2 separate regions of the Mus musculus genome follow, and region 1 is linked to region 2. Evidence: chromatin contacts called from public promoter capture Hi-C data. All regions are on one chromosome and are shown on one strand. Each heading gives the region's core, a stretch centred on a gene start, on an enhancer-like site or on the middle of the called end of the contact. The rest is flanking DNA. Distances are from core to core; before and after follow the strand shown.

The links. Capture Hi-C pulls out chosen DNA fragments and counts their contacts.
Region 1: a promoter capture Hi-C map of liver shows a contact between it and region 2. The contact joins the promoter of Slc43a3 here to the promoter of Med19 in region 2. A contact is called at or near these places in 2 of 39 promoter capture datasets (erythroid cells and pre-B cells), 1 of 484 Hi-C or Micro-C datasets (erythroblasts), 1 of 115 datasets of contacts at active chromatin or transcription factors (effector CD8 T cells) and 1 of 9 other capture datasets (liver).

What each region holds. Positions count from the first base shown.
Region 1 is chr2:84,932,629-84,939,656 of GRCm38.p6, reverse strand. Slc43a3 (solute carrier family 43, member 3) reads right to left here and starts at 3,011. Exons shown (of 13, transcript NM_021398.3): 1 at 2,808-3,011; 2 at 1,788-2,134; 3 at 1,305-1,434. The coding sequence starts at 1,971.
Region 2 is chr2:84,675,792-84,682,842 of GRCm38.p6, reverse strand. Med19 (mediator complex subunit 19) reads right to left here and starts at 4,441. Exons shown (of 5, transcript NM_025885.3): 1 at 4,182-4,441. The coding sequence starts at 4,398. Tmx2 (thioredoxin-related transmembrane protein 2) reads left to right here and starts at 4,015. Exons shown (of 9, transcript NM_025868.4): 1 at 4,015-4,200; 2 at 4,669-4,992; 3 at 6,686-6,746; 4 at 6,985-7,051. The coding sequence starts at 4,804.

The DNA.
Region 1 (7,028 bases), core at 1,762-4,261, 260 kb before region 2:
ACATATCAATCACAGTAACAAGAAAGTCACCAACACAGAAGTAGACACTTGCCTGCCTTTCATGAATCCCTGGGTTCAATCCCCAGCAGGAAAAAAAAAAAGTTCAAAAAAGTTCAAGTGATTCTAGCATAAATGCCAAAGTTCTTGTTCTTGGGCCCCCTTAGTGGTGGAGGACTTTGTAAAGATAGATAACAAATAGAAAGCAGAAGTTCAGGGGCTCAGCGGATAAGAGCGCTGACTGCTCTTCCAGAGATCCTGAGTTCAAATCCCAGCAACCACATGGTGGCTCACAACCATCTGCAATGGGATCTAACGCCCTCTTCTGGTGTGTCTGAAGACAACTACATTGTACTCACATATAATAAATAAATAAATCTAAAAAGAAGAAGAAGAAGAAGGAGGAGGAAGAGGAGGAGGAGGAGGAGGAGGAGGAGGAGGAAGAAGAAAGCCGAAGTTAATCCCAGAACTCAGGAGGCAGAGGCAGGCAGATTTCTGAGTTCTGGTCTAAAAGTGAGTTCCAGGACAGCCAGGGCTATACAGAGAAACCCTGTCTCAAAAAAACAAAAAAACAAATAGAAAGAAAGAAAGAAAAGAAAAAAAGAAAGAAAGCAGAAGTTCAAAAGACACGTGGCAGAGAAGAAACTACAGGAAACAAAATTCGAGTTTCTGTGTAAGGACTTATTCTCCCCAAAGCTTAAGTGTAAGGAATTTGCTTTACTCTCTACTTTCCTTTTCTCTTTCTTTGCCTCACCACATATCTGCTCCTACATGGGCTGTATTGGGACTTAGCAGACCTGCTTATCAATGAACCTAGCCATGGACACTACTGTAATCAGGAGGCAACAGAACCCTGTAAAAGAGCACGAGGTCTCTGACTCATTTGCAGGGGAAACTCCCAGTGTAAGAGGCTCCTGACTAATTAGAGGGCACCTGAAATTTCACCATTGGGTGGGACAACTCAGAAAATGATAAGCAGCAGAGAATGAAGGCAAAGCCTGAGCCACCTAGATGTGAGGCCCTGCCAGAAAAGAGACTGGGGATTCAAGGAACAAGGAAAGCAGATGGTATCGACTATACATTGTTAATTTTGAAACCCTGGCCTCTCAGGAAGTTGAGCATATAACAGGATAGGACACTACAGGGGAAGGTGCAAAGGGAAAGGAAGCCAGCAGTAGGAAGAGGGTGGTGCTAAGGACGGTGACCCTGCTGCTGGGGCAGGGTTTGCCTCTAAGCCAGACTGCTGCCTCACCACTATCTGGTCTCCCACACACCACTCCCTCTCCCTTGCTTCTGCCCAGGCTTACATGGCTATCAGGCGGGCCACAGTAGTCTTGAAGCGGTCAAAGATGTAGCCAGTGGGAAAGGTCATGAAGTTATTCATGAAGGATGCCAGGGTAAAGATGAGTGAGAACTTCTCATCCTGCGCTTTTAAATCTGGGAGAGAAAAGCTCTTAGGAACCCTGATTATGTGAGACAGAATCTGACGCACCCCAACCTTCCTGCCAGGTCAGTGCCCAGACCAGACTCCCCTCTACCTTGAACAACTTTGCTGACCAGAAAGCTACCAAGGTGCATTAAAATATATTGGTCTCTAAAGGTCCCCCTCTAAAACCAGGTGCTTCCTTCCCCATTTGATAGCCTCCACATAAGGGGTGAGAGGGGGCTGACAGTCCCCCCCCCCCATGGAAAGGCTGGCAGGGTGGGTAAAGCACAGAGACCTTCCTATTCTTTCCCAACTCCCAGGAACCAAGCACAGCTTCCTATGAAAAAGCCATCTTTGTCCTTACCAGAAGGCCCTGTTACATTGCTCTGGAGCAAGCAGTCCTGTTCACAGGGCTCTGAAAAGTAGTTTTCTGCTTTGAACACAAACAACAGTGAAGTCCAGCCAAAGAGGACACCAGCAAAACCGATGCATTCCAAGAGTCCAGTCAACAAGGTGGCCAAGTAAAGGGGCAAGCCCTTGCTTGCCATGGTCTGAGGTGAAGTGAGTCCACAAATCCTGTCCTGAGCTTCAGAGAGGACCACTGGTAGTGATGTGTGGGAAATTCCTTTGGCAAGCTCTCGACTTCAATGAGCCCTCTTGTTCCAGCTGTCTCTGGGTTGAGCAAGAAACGCCATGGAATAACCATGGAGCCTGGAAAATGAGGCAGAAGTAGCCTGGTACAGGAAGCTTGGGAAAAAGACACCGAGGGAAAGGGGTCCTCAGGAGAAAGGCCGTGAGGATTTGGAAAATAAAAACTTTCATACATGACCAGCGAATGCGGTTGAGCCATAGAATGTTATCTAGAATTCATTCCCAAACATGGAAAAACAAAAACAACGCCCACGCACCCCCAACACCCACCCCCCGCCAAAATACCGTCCATACATCCTTTCATTCACAGAACCCGCGAAACTACCCATGGGTAAGAAGATAAGGCAGGTCTCAATGGCAACACATGCCACATAGGAAAAAAAACACACACACACACACACATCCTGCCTAATGTTTGGGGACATCACAAGCAGAGGTAGGAGCTCCCCTCCCACCCCCCCAGAACCCCCGACTTGAAAGCCTGAATACAGTCCACCAGAGGAGCAGCCACCCTGAGCCATTCGAAGGCCTGACAAATAAATGTTCGGTCTACAGCGGGAACTCTTCAGTGCGGCAAAAACAAAAACTTCCGAAGGTTTTCTGAACTTGCCCCAAGGTCTCACGGCTACTTGGTCACTATGAAAAATATCCCAACAAGAGCCTTGTCTCGGACCACAATTCCCATCCCCCACCCCCACCCACCCTCCCGCTGCCTCTACCGACAGTCACTAACTTCCACCAGGCAAGAGGTCGCGCTCCAGCCGGCAGCAACTCTCTCCCGGATCTCTGTCGCCGCAGCCTCGCCGCCACCAGGCTACCGCCTTCCACTACCCTCCGCCCAGAGCCTCCCTGTCGAGCTTTGCCCGGCTCGGCTCTGCTCTGCTCAGCCAGACCCAGCCCAGCTCGGCCAGACCCGGCCAGTATCCTTCCAGTCCTACCCGCGATGGGCCGGTTTCCCGCTCTCATGGCCCCTCCTAGTCCTCTGCCTCAGGTTGGCCGCCTCCTGCTTGTCTCCTCCAGTAAGAGCTTGGGACCCTCCCCTGTCTCCACCACTTCCTTCTTTGCAATTTGCTAAACACATGAAACTCAAGAAGAATGAAGACTGAAGTGTGGACACTATGCCCCTCCTTAGAAGTGGGAACAAAACACCCATGGAAGGAGTTACAGAGACAAAGTTTGGAGCTGAGATGAAAGGATGGACCATGTAGAGACTGCCATATCCAGGGATCCAACCCATAATCAGCATCCAAACGCTGACACCATTGCATACACTAGCAAGATTTTATCAAAAGGACCCAGATGTAGCTGTCTCTTGTGAGACTATGCCGGGGCCTAGCAAACACAGAAGTGGATGCTCACAGTCAGCTAATGGATGGATCACAGGGCTCCCAATGGAGGAGCTAGAGAAAGTACCCAAGGAGCTAAAGGGATCTGCAACCCTATAGGTGGAACAACATTATGAACTAACCAGTAACCCGGAGCTCTTGACTCTAGCTGCATATGTATCAAAAGATGGCCTAGTCGGCCATCACTGGAAAGAGAGGCCCATTGGACACGCAAACTGTATATGCCCCAGTACAGGGGAACGCCAGGGCCAAAAAAATGGGAATGGGTGGGTAGGGAAGTGGGGGGAGGGTATGGGGGACTTTTGGGATAGCATTGGAAATGTAATTGAGGAAAATATGTAATAAAAAAAATAAATAATAAAAAAAAAAAGAAAATAGCTGGCATAACCTGAGGCAAGGGAACAAGTTATCTCCTCCAAACATCACTTACATATACCAGAGACTGGGATTTCCTCAGACAAAGCTTTTAAGCGACATTTGCCAACTTGTAAAATAAAAGAGTCTCTTTCAAAAAAAAAAAAGCCGGGTGTGGTGGCACACACCTTTAATCCCACCCAGGAGGCAGAGGCAGTCGGATTTCTGAGTTCAAGGCCAGCCTAGTCTACAAAGTGAGTTCCAGGACAGCCAAGGCTATACAGAGAAACCCTGTCTGGAAAAACCAAAAAACAAACAAACAAACAAACAAAAACTGTCAATTGGTTGGGTGCAAATATCTGCATCTGACTCTTTCAGCTGCTTGGTTGGGTCTTTCAGAGGGCAGTCGGAGGGTGGATAAAATCTGGAGTTTAAAATTAATTTAATTAATTAATTAAAAAAAAAAAACTCTTCTTTTTTCCTATCCCAACAGTTGTCTAGGATTCAGACAGGGTCTTTTTTGCTCTCTTTTGACTGACTTTAAGCTTTAGGTAATCCTGCCTCAGCTGCCCTAACTAAGCTTGTTTTAACACAGTTCCAGGCGCTGGGCCAGACATAGGGATCAAAAGCAACTGCATGTGGATGCCATTGTGTTTCCGCATTACCTTGCCCCCTCGGGTGGGCACCATACAAACTGTTTCCCACTTGCTCATCACTCGCTCCCCACCTCACGTTTATCCCCAGAGCTGCCAAGAAAACCCCACCATAAAAATCATGAAGCTGGAATCAGGACAGAGGTGCTTATCAGGAACCATCACTGGAGGGGGCCTTGCCTTTCCCCTCTAAGGATCCTTTTCACTGTTCCCCCCGCCCCTGCTGAAACCCCCAGCCCAGGCTCCGAGAGAGCCTTCCTGCCAGACTGCATTGATTAACTATTCATTCACCATCCCATTTTTTATTAATCAAAGACATTTATAATTGCCCATCGGAGCTTGTGATCAGCATGAAATAGCTGGCCTAACCAGCTGTGCTGCTCTCCAGCCCAGAGCAAATGAGCCAATGTCTTCCTTGCCTGAACCACAGTTCTCCTTGGAGAGAGAGCTGCCTTTTTGCATTAGATGCCCAGCTTCCTGGCTCGGCCCTCTTTCTACAGGGAGATGGTGGGAAGGCAAGCACCAGGAAGTGAGGTCCCGATCACCACCCAAACAAAGTATCAAAAAAGACTATTCAAGTGACTTACTGCAGAGGGAGAGACCACAGACCCACTAGCTGCCCCACTAAAACGGGTTCAAAGCACCTTAGTTATAGGAGCTGTCCTCAAAGTGAAGTCCACCTGGAGCGGATTCAGCAGGCTAGGTGAGATTTCCAATTTGTAGTTATCTGGGCCAGAGAGGGAGTTTAGTGGAGAATCCTGAAAGGACTTTGCCCCAAGATCATGCCTCACAGCCCAAACTGCCAACTCCCAAACCTCTGCTCTTAACTGCTCTTAACTTCTCCAGTCTTAACACCAGATATTGAGACATTGCAGAAAACATGTCCTTTCTTTAGAAATTAAAAAGTAAATTAAATTAGAAAGGGGGGAGGGTGACGATGGGGAACTAAAAATACAAGACGAGACAAAAGGGAAACACAGAGCCAGATTTTCCGTTTTCCTGCAAGTCACTGCTGTGCATGCAAGCCCAGCCTCAGCCCCGGGCTCATGTGTTGCTCTCCTGAGGACCTGGTGGATAAGGAACTGGAAAGAGCAAAGGAAGAAGAGAAAAGGTCAAAGCCAAGATAAAGAGAATTTAGAATGCAAATCAGCAGGAGCAGTCAGGAGAGTACAGCTCTGGAGCCGCCAGAGCGCAGGACTCAGGATAAGCCAGCCTAGACTTAAGTAGCTCCTCTCTCCCAAGTGGTAGGATCCTCACCCTATACCCCACTTGACTGCAGAAGGCACTGCCTCTAGTAACAGGACAGGCCTATGGACACTGTCAAGTGCAAATCTTAGACTATACTAAGTCCTTAGTCCTATGGGGGTTTTTTTCACATTTTTATTGGATATTTTCTTTATTTACATTTAAATTTTTTCCCCTTTCCAGGTCTCCCCTTCAGAAGCCCTCTATCCCATCCCCCTCCCCCTGCCTCTATGAGGCCCCAACTCCTGTCTTCCGGCCCTGGCACTCCTCTAAACTGGGGCATCGAACACCCGCAGGCCCAAGGGCCTCTCTTCCCACTGATGTCCAACACGGTCATCCTCTGCCACATATGCAGCCAGAGCCATGGGTCCCTCCATATATACTCTTTGGCTAGTGGTCCAGTCCCCAGGATCTGGGTGGGGGGTGGGGGGGTTACTTAGTCCTATTTGCTTCGGTTCCTGCAGCTAATAGAGTCAGGTGCTGTTCTGATTGGTCTATAGCTTCTCACCAATGTGGATTTTCTTGTAACATCAGAGTGGTTATAATGAGGTCTGACTTGAGCGCCAACATCCCCAACCTTTCTCTCTTCATCTCCTTTCCTTTTACCCCATTCCGTTGTTGTTGTTATCAGTTGCTTGGTTCAATGAATACAAAGTATCAGGCTCTGTGCCAGGTGCTGGGATTCAGGAGCTCCGGTGCCTTCCCTCAAGCTGCTTTTCTCAAGCCCAGGAGGCAAAAGGAGCGGATTGCTAGAGTGAGAGAATGTTCTTCCAGGCAGAGTCCAGCCTAACACTTTCAACCAACAATATGGGGCCAGTGCAGAGCCTAGAAAAAGCAATATCATTCTGGAGCCAAGACATTCACTGGCAAGGGCAGTGGCAAGAGTTAGGCCAGAGCAGGTACCTGGATGAAGGTATTTGAACTGTAAGACCCCCCCCCCCACAAAGCTGGGCCTCCGCTCAAGTCCCGGGATGAGCTGGCCAGCAACCAAATGACTCGAGAGAAAACCACACCTGATACAAACTGCAAGAGGTTTTATTATCAGCTAGCTGAGTTCGAACCCGAGCGGTGACAGTAGGGGGCTTTTAACAGCTAGCTGAGGAATTGGGAGGAGTTGGGAGGAGGGTTGGAAGGAGTTGGGAGGAGGGTTGGAAGGAGTTGGGAGGAGTTGGGAGGACCTGGGAGGAGCTGGGCAGAGTTCTTCTCTTCTGGGTGTCCTTGGTGAAATTTACAAGGCAGAAGGAGTTGGGAGTGAGTTCTTTCTGAATTTTTATCTCCGTGTCCTCGGCACAGGAAGCCAGGCAAATGCCTGGATGGGTCTTTTATAATTATCGAATCTCTGGTTGTAAAGTATAG
Region 2 (7,051 bases), core at 3,192-5,691:
CTGGTCTCAAATGCAGAGATCTGTCTACCTCTACCACCCAAGTACTGGGACTAAAGGTGCGAGCCACCACAGCCAGTTGTTTCATGACATCTGAACAAGGAGTTCAAGCACATCAGAGAGGCAGATGCTGGTAACCCCAGCACTCGGGAGGCAGAGGCAGAGAGGCAGAGAGGCAGAGAGGCAGAGAGGCAGAGAGGCAGAGAGGCAGAGAGGCAGAGGCAGAGGCAGAGGCAGAGGCAGAGGCAGAGGCAGAGGCAGAGGCAGAGGCAGAGGCAGAGGCAGAGGCAGAGGCAGAGGCAGAGGCAGAGGCAGAGGCAGAGGCAGAGGCAGAGGCAGAGGCAGAGGCAGAGGCAGAGGCAGGAAATAAGGAGCTCACGCCCATCCTCAGCTGTGGGAGCCTAAGGCCATCCTGGGTGACACGAAACTGCCTCAAAACAGAAAGAACAAGGAATTAAGTAAATATGAGGAGATGACCCAGGTTGCATTTCCAAAACCCAGAGGGCTGCTCGCAGGCATGTGTATATAAATCCAGTTAGAGGGAATCTCATGTCTCTGACCTCCCTAGTTACCAGGTGTACACACACACACACACACACACACACACACACACACACATGCATGCAGGAAAACATTCATACACATAAACACTAAAAAATAAATAGGGATTTAACTTCTATTTGAACTGTTGGTTCTCTGAAAATGATTTATAAAGCTCTTTAAGAAGCCATGACTCTAAAAACAAATTTGAATTCTCAATTCTTTCCATGTCAATTCTATGCAGATTCATTTTATTTTTCCCTTTTCTTGAAGTTCTAAGTATTGTTCACATCATTATGGCCTCTCTATTCCAATTCTTAGAACTCACATTGTGTAGTTTTAGAAAGCAATACTTCTTGTTTAAAATAAAAAACAATGGCGCAGTGCTTAGGTTCTTATGTAGCTTGTCGAAGGCCTTAGTGTGATTGGCATGATGAGGGAGGGGGGCAAATAGATCTCTACTTACGTTCCCATCGTACTTGAGTCTAATAATTTTTTAAAAATTATTTATTTAAAAATTTTTTTTATACAGAGTCTCTCTCTAAAGTATTGGATGACTTGGAACTCACCATGTAGACCAAAGTTGGCCTTGAATTCAGAGATCAACCTGCCTCCTCTTGATTCATCCTAAAAGGTTTATTTTTATCTTATTTGTGTGTGTGTGTGTTGTGTTGTATGGATGTATGCCACATATTACTTGAGTACCTGTGGAGGCCGGCAGAGGGTGGGTATTGGGATCCCTGGAGCTGCAGTTGCATACAGATAATTGTGAGGTTCCCATGTGAGTTACAGGAACCAAAACTTGGTCCTTTGGACAACATCAAATGTCCTTAACGTCATAACCTTCGAGCCATCTCTCCAGTTCCCATAGCCCTTTTTAAGGCAAGGTCTCATGTAGCCAACGATGATCTTGGACTCCTGATCTTCCTGCCTATACCTCCAAAGGGCTGGGATTATATAAGTATACCACCAAGCCTGGTTTGTCAAGTATGGAGATTGAATAGAGAGAGGTCTTTATGCATGCTAAGCATTTACTTTACCAACTAAGCTACATCCCTAGCTTTCCTAATCATATTGCAACTTAACTTTGGAGTCTAATCAACCACTAATCTTCCATGCAAAATTTCTAATGTATCCAGATGGATCTTGCGGGACCAGAGGGTCTGCAGCAGATCTAATTATCTTCTGGGTAGAAAACAGCAACAAAACTGTAACACAGCTAGGCAGTGGTGGCACTTTTAATTCCAGCACTTGGGAGGCAGAGGCAGGCCAATTTCTGAGTTTGAGGCCAGCCTGGTCTACAGAGTGAGTTCCAGGACAGCCAGGGTTACACAGAGAAACCCTGTCTCGAAAAACAAAAAACAACAAACAAACAAAAAACTGTAACACTATTTCCTTTGAGAAAACAACTTTCTAATTTTGTTTACCTATATAAATTCTTCAGTGTTTAGTTCAAATGACATCTTATTCTTGCTGTCATTTTGGCTAACACATTTTGAAAACTATCAGGTAGTTTTTAACATTGCTTCCTGTGTTGAACTATAAATAAATAAGACTGACACCCACAAAATATAAGCACAATCCTTAAACCATGTATTTTGGATCTCAAAAAATAGGCTACCTAAAAACTAGGCTTAATAATCTTCACTTCTCGGGGCTGGTGAGATAGCTCAGTGGTTAAGAGTGCCGACTGCTCTTCCGAAGGTCCCGAGTTCAAATCCTAGCAACCACATGGTGGCTCACAACCATCCATAACGAAATCTGATGCCCTCTCTGGAGTGTCTGAAGATAGTTACAGTGTACTTACATATAATAAATAAATAAATCATATATATATGTATATAATCTTTACTTCTCATAATCCCACCATACCTTGGATATTCAGTACTTATCAACTGATCTATTAATGGTATAATTAGAACAGGTAATGCAAAAGATAAACTGCTGGAAGAAGCTGGGCATGATGGTACATACTTGAAGGTAGAGGCAAGTGGATCTCTGTGAGTTCAAGGCCAGCCTAGTCTACAATGAATTTGAGACAAGCCAGGCTTACTGAGTGAGACCATGTCTCAAAAACCCAGTAAGATGGGCTGGAGAGCTGGCTTAGTGGTTAAGTGCATCAACTGCTCTTCCAGAGGTCCTGAGTTCAATTCCCAGAAACCACCTGGTGGCTCACAAGCATCTGTAATGGGATCTGATGCCTCCTTCTGGTGTGTCCATAGAGAGCAATGGTGTAGTCATATACATATCTTTAAAAAAAACAAAAAACAACTAAAATAAGGAAAAAGAAAACTGCCTTAACAGTCATTTCTTTATGCTTCAGTTCTCAATTAAAAAATACAGACAATACCTATCTATCTAAAAGGACTATAGTAAGTATTACATATTGTTACACACTGCACTGATGTGAACTTCAAACTATTTTGCTAATAAATACTGGGATAACTGAGGTTTTTATTTCTTTTTTGAAGCAGGATCTCATGTCTCCTAGGCTGGGCTTGAACTATAGCTCCTTCTGCCTTCACCTCCTGAGTGCTGGTATGGAGTACTACAAGTTCCCCAAGACTTAACATGTCCAGAACGCCTCTTAAGTTTTAGCTCTTCAAATTTTTTCTTTCCATGCCTTCCTAGTCTCAGACTACTGTACCCTTTGTACAGGACACTCACAATTCCTCTCTCTGTGTATATTTAGTTCTTTATTTCTGTAGGCTTTACCTTTAACATGTATCCTGTATTCATTTGCTTCCCGACCACTAAGCCCTGGTCCAAACCATTCCTTTTCTGAACACTGACTGGCAACTTCTGATTATCCTATTTTCATTTTTCATGTTTCTGCTGGATATCTAAAAATCACTAAATTAGATCATTTTGCACCTATATTGAAATGACTTCAATTTGAACTTTAAACAACCTACCTTGCCTTATAAAAGCCTCTACCTATTTCCCATCACTACTGGATTTTTTCCGCTTTCCTGAGTCCAATGTGTCTTCTGCCCCTCAGATATTCTAAGCCCCGCCCCCCAAGGTCTCCTGATTTAGTTTCTTGTACCTAGTATCTCCTCTCTATCCAAACAGGGATGGCTTTGTTTATTCTTGAATGCTACCTACTCAGAAATGATTCTGTGAACGCGACGCCTTTTGCAAGGCAGGCAAGAGTTCTACCACTGAGCCACGCCCCCCACCACCACAATTTCCCCGAATAATTTTATGAAAGTAAGAATTGATTCAATTCTAATCCTTTCTTTGAACAGGTTAATCTCCGAGTCCCTGACAAGGAAGGCAACTTGCTACAAACCAACAAGTTTGTGACAGACTTTAAACTAAAATCTTAAGTGTCTCCAGAAATGTTAAATCGGGTCTCCCGAGTTCTAAACAACGGCTCACGTTTTTATAGAGTCACAAACGGCAGTCAGAGAACCCGGATCACAGAACTTCTCGCTGAAGGTTGTCCCAGATATTCACACCCAACCCAAACCCACCCCAGAAAATCAAGTTATCCCTTAGGGTTGTGAATCGCCAAAGGGCTTCTGACACTGTTGCCCACTGGCCCCGCGTAGCCCTGTTATCTCACACCTAGCGGGACAGGCTAGCCACACCCTCACCTGAACTACAATCTGAGTGGCTACTCTTGGCCTACTACTCACCTGGCAATTCCCGCATCAGGTAGAAGGGGCCACTTCCAGCCGTCGACTTATCCGCTCCTGCGGGGGCCGAGGTTGCCGTCGAGGGCGGGGCTGCGCCTGGACCACCTCCCGGAGGAGGAGGGGGTGGCGGGGGTGGCTTTCCAGGCCCAAAGCCTAGGGCGCTTGGTGGCGGTGGGGGGTCAGTCTGAGCTCCAAACAGTGCCGTGAAGTTCTCCATAGCACTCTGCGCTCCTGGTTACCCGGGATCGGGCGTTAATTACTTTGATTGGACAGTACTTTCACAGGGTACCACCCTCTTCGTCTAAGAGTGTCCCATCATTGGATACATTAAGCCCCGCCTACCATCTTCCGGCAACTTACTTCCGTCGCCTGAGAGACTGGTTAGGAAGGTGGTTCGCAGACTAATAGCCAATAAAATGACTCAGTTAGAAAAGCGACAACGATGAGGACCAATAGACTATTTAATTCATTTTCTGATCTATTATAGCATCCAATAAGAGATCTACATCCGGGTCTGGAGGCGTTGCATCTGATATTTGGTCCAATAGAAGCCTTGCTGGTGGGGGCGGAGGACGAAGATTTGGGGAGCGGGAGTGAGCCTGCGAGAGAGTAGGCAGGAAAGATGGCTGTCCTTGCGCCTCTGATTGCTTTGGTGTACTCGGTGCCGCGGCTTTCTCGATGGCTGGCCCGACCTTATTGCCTTCTGTCTGCTCTGCTTTCCATTGCTTTCCTCCTCGTGAGGAAACTGCCACCGATTTGCAATGGTCTCCCCACGCAACGCGAAGATGGCAACCCGTGTGACTTTGACTGGGTGAGCGCCCCCTGCCTTACCAGCTCTCGACCTTGACCATCCCTGCCCTGCAGGTGCATGTGAAAATCTGGGAGCAGGTTTCGGGATGTAGCCGCCTTACAGACTGAGTGCAGAGCCTAGGCCGTTATCTAGTCATAACCTCCGTGTTTAAGATGGAGAAACAGATTACAGGGTTTCCATCACAGATGAACAGTATTCTACAGTGATTCCAAGCTACCTGGGGCGCCAGTGAAGAAAAGGCCAATAGTAGAAATACCATTAAATTTTTTTTGTTTAATTTTTAACGAAGTGATCACAGTGTAGTTAGGCGATTTCCCAAGGAAACGCAGCGTTCAGAAAGTGCTGTCTAACCTTATTCAATTCTCTGATAGACTGGCAGACGAAGGTCGCTGACTCAACAAAATAAATGACTTGGATGGAAAATCGAATACTCTGGGCATAGTAACTATGCACACTATCTTCCTGCGGTGGGATAGAAAAACAGGGAAGATTACAAAAATATGAGGTGTGGGGAGGGAGGCCCCTCAACCATCTAAGAAGCAGTATGTAAGAACAATTAACATTTGCCGTAAAGGTTGTGGACATAGAGCTAATAAATACCTATACAGGTATTTATGCTAAAATAGCAATGACCAGGACTTAAGGCCTAAAGGTATTGATATAACCTTGGGCAGGCCTCACATGTTCTGGGACTCTCAAATAAGATTAACTTTGTTTACATTAAAGATACAGTACTGTTGCCAGGCTTTGTGTTGTACCCTTTTGATCCCAGCTCTCTGGAGACAGAGGCAGGTGGACTTCTTTAAGATTGATGTAAGCCTGGTCTATATAGGATTTCTAGATCCATCAGGACTACATAGTTAGACACTAACTCAAAATGAAAGAGCACAACAGATACTCTACTTATCTCAATCCCTGTACTCTAGAGTCTTTCTTTATAAATTGCAATTCAGCCAGGTACCTCTTAAGAATTGCTCTATGATTTCATTAGGCCCTCTTACGATAATAGCTTCAAATCCCACCAATATGGTATAGATGACTATGGTAAAGAAAATGAAGTGCTTATGTTTTTCAGTCTTTCTGAACTCTTTCTCCCTTAACTCACATACTTAAGACTTGAGTGCCAGCTTGACCTATGAAAAACAAAACATCATAGCCTCAGCTATATATCAAGATCCTTTCTCATAATCAAATGACAAAAAAGAAGGCCTGCACTTGAGAGGCTGAGGTGGGAGGAGCACTGAGAGTTTGAAAGAAGAACTGACTTCTGCATGTTGTCCTCTATCTTCCCCATGTATGCTGTAGCACATGCATGAGGGTGTACACACACACACACACACACACACAAACTGTCAAAGAAAGAAAACCAGTGGGGCGTGGTTATCCACCCCAATAATCCTACTGTACAGACTAAAGCAGGAGAAGTTGCCTGGGCAAGATAGTGAGACCAAGTCTCAAGGACAGAAGGAGGGATGGAGGAAAAAAAAGAGAAAACCCAAAGGCCATGGATTTGTTGAACGATACCAGCCATTTGCCAAGGGTAACCCCTTTGACTTGTTGGTACCACTACCCCCCAACCTGCTCCACTTGTGTCTCTGTCTTACTGACTCAAGCTGGGTCTCGTTTTACATTTCATAGTTTGCCCCCTGTCCCGTCAGCCCGGCTCACTGCTTTGTTGTTGTATATCTTCCAGAGAGAAGTGGAGATCCTGATGTTCCTCAGTGCCATTGTGATGATGAAGAACCGCAGATCCAGTAAGTTTTGCTGCTGTGGACTGGCTGGGGGTTGGGACTCATGCCCTGCTGAGGCTCCTTTGTAGTGTTATAGGAGGAACGGTGTATTTAGTAAACTCGATCCACATTTCATGCCGGGGGAGTTTCACCTTGGGCTTCTAGATCCTCTCCCTCCTGTTCCCACTTCAAAGAAGCCCAGGAAGAGGGCCAAAGAGTGGGAGCTTCAGCCCAGCCTGACTGTGCTCTCTCTGTGTTCCAGTCACTGTGGAGCAACATGTAGGCAACATCTTTATGTTTAGTAAAGTGGCCAACGCCATCCTTTTCTT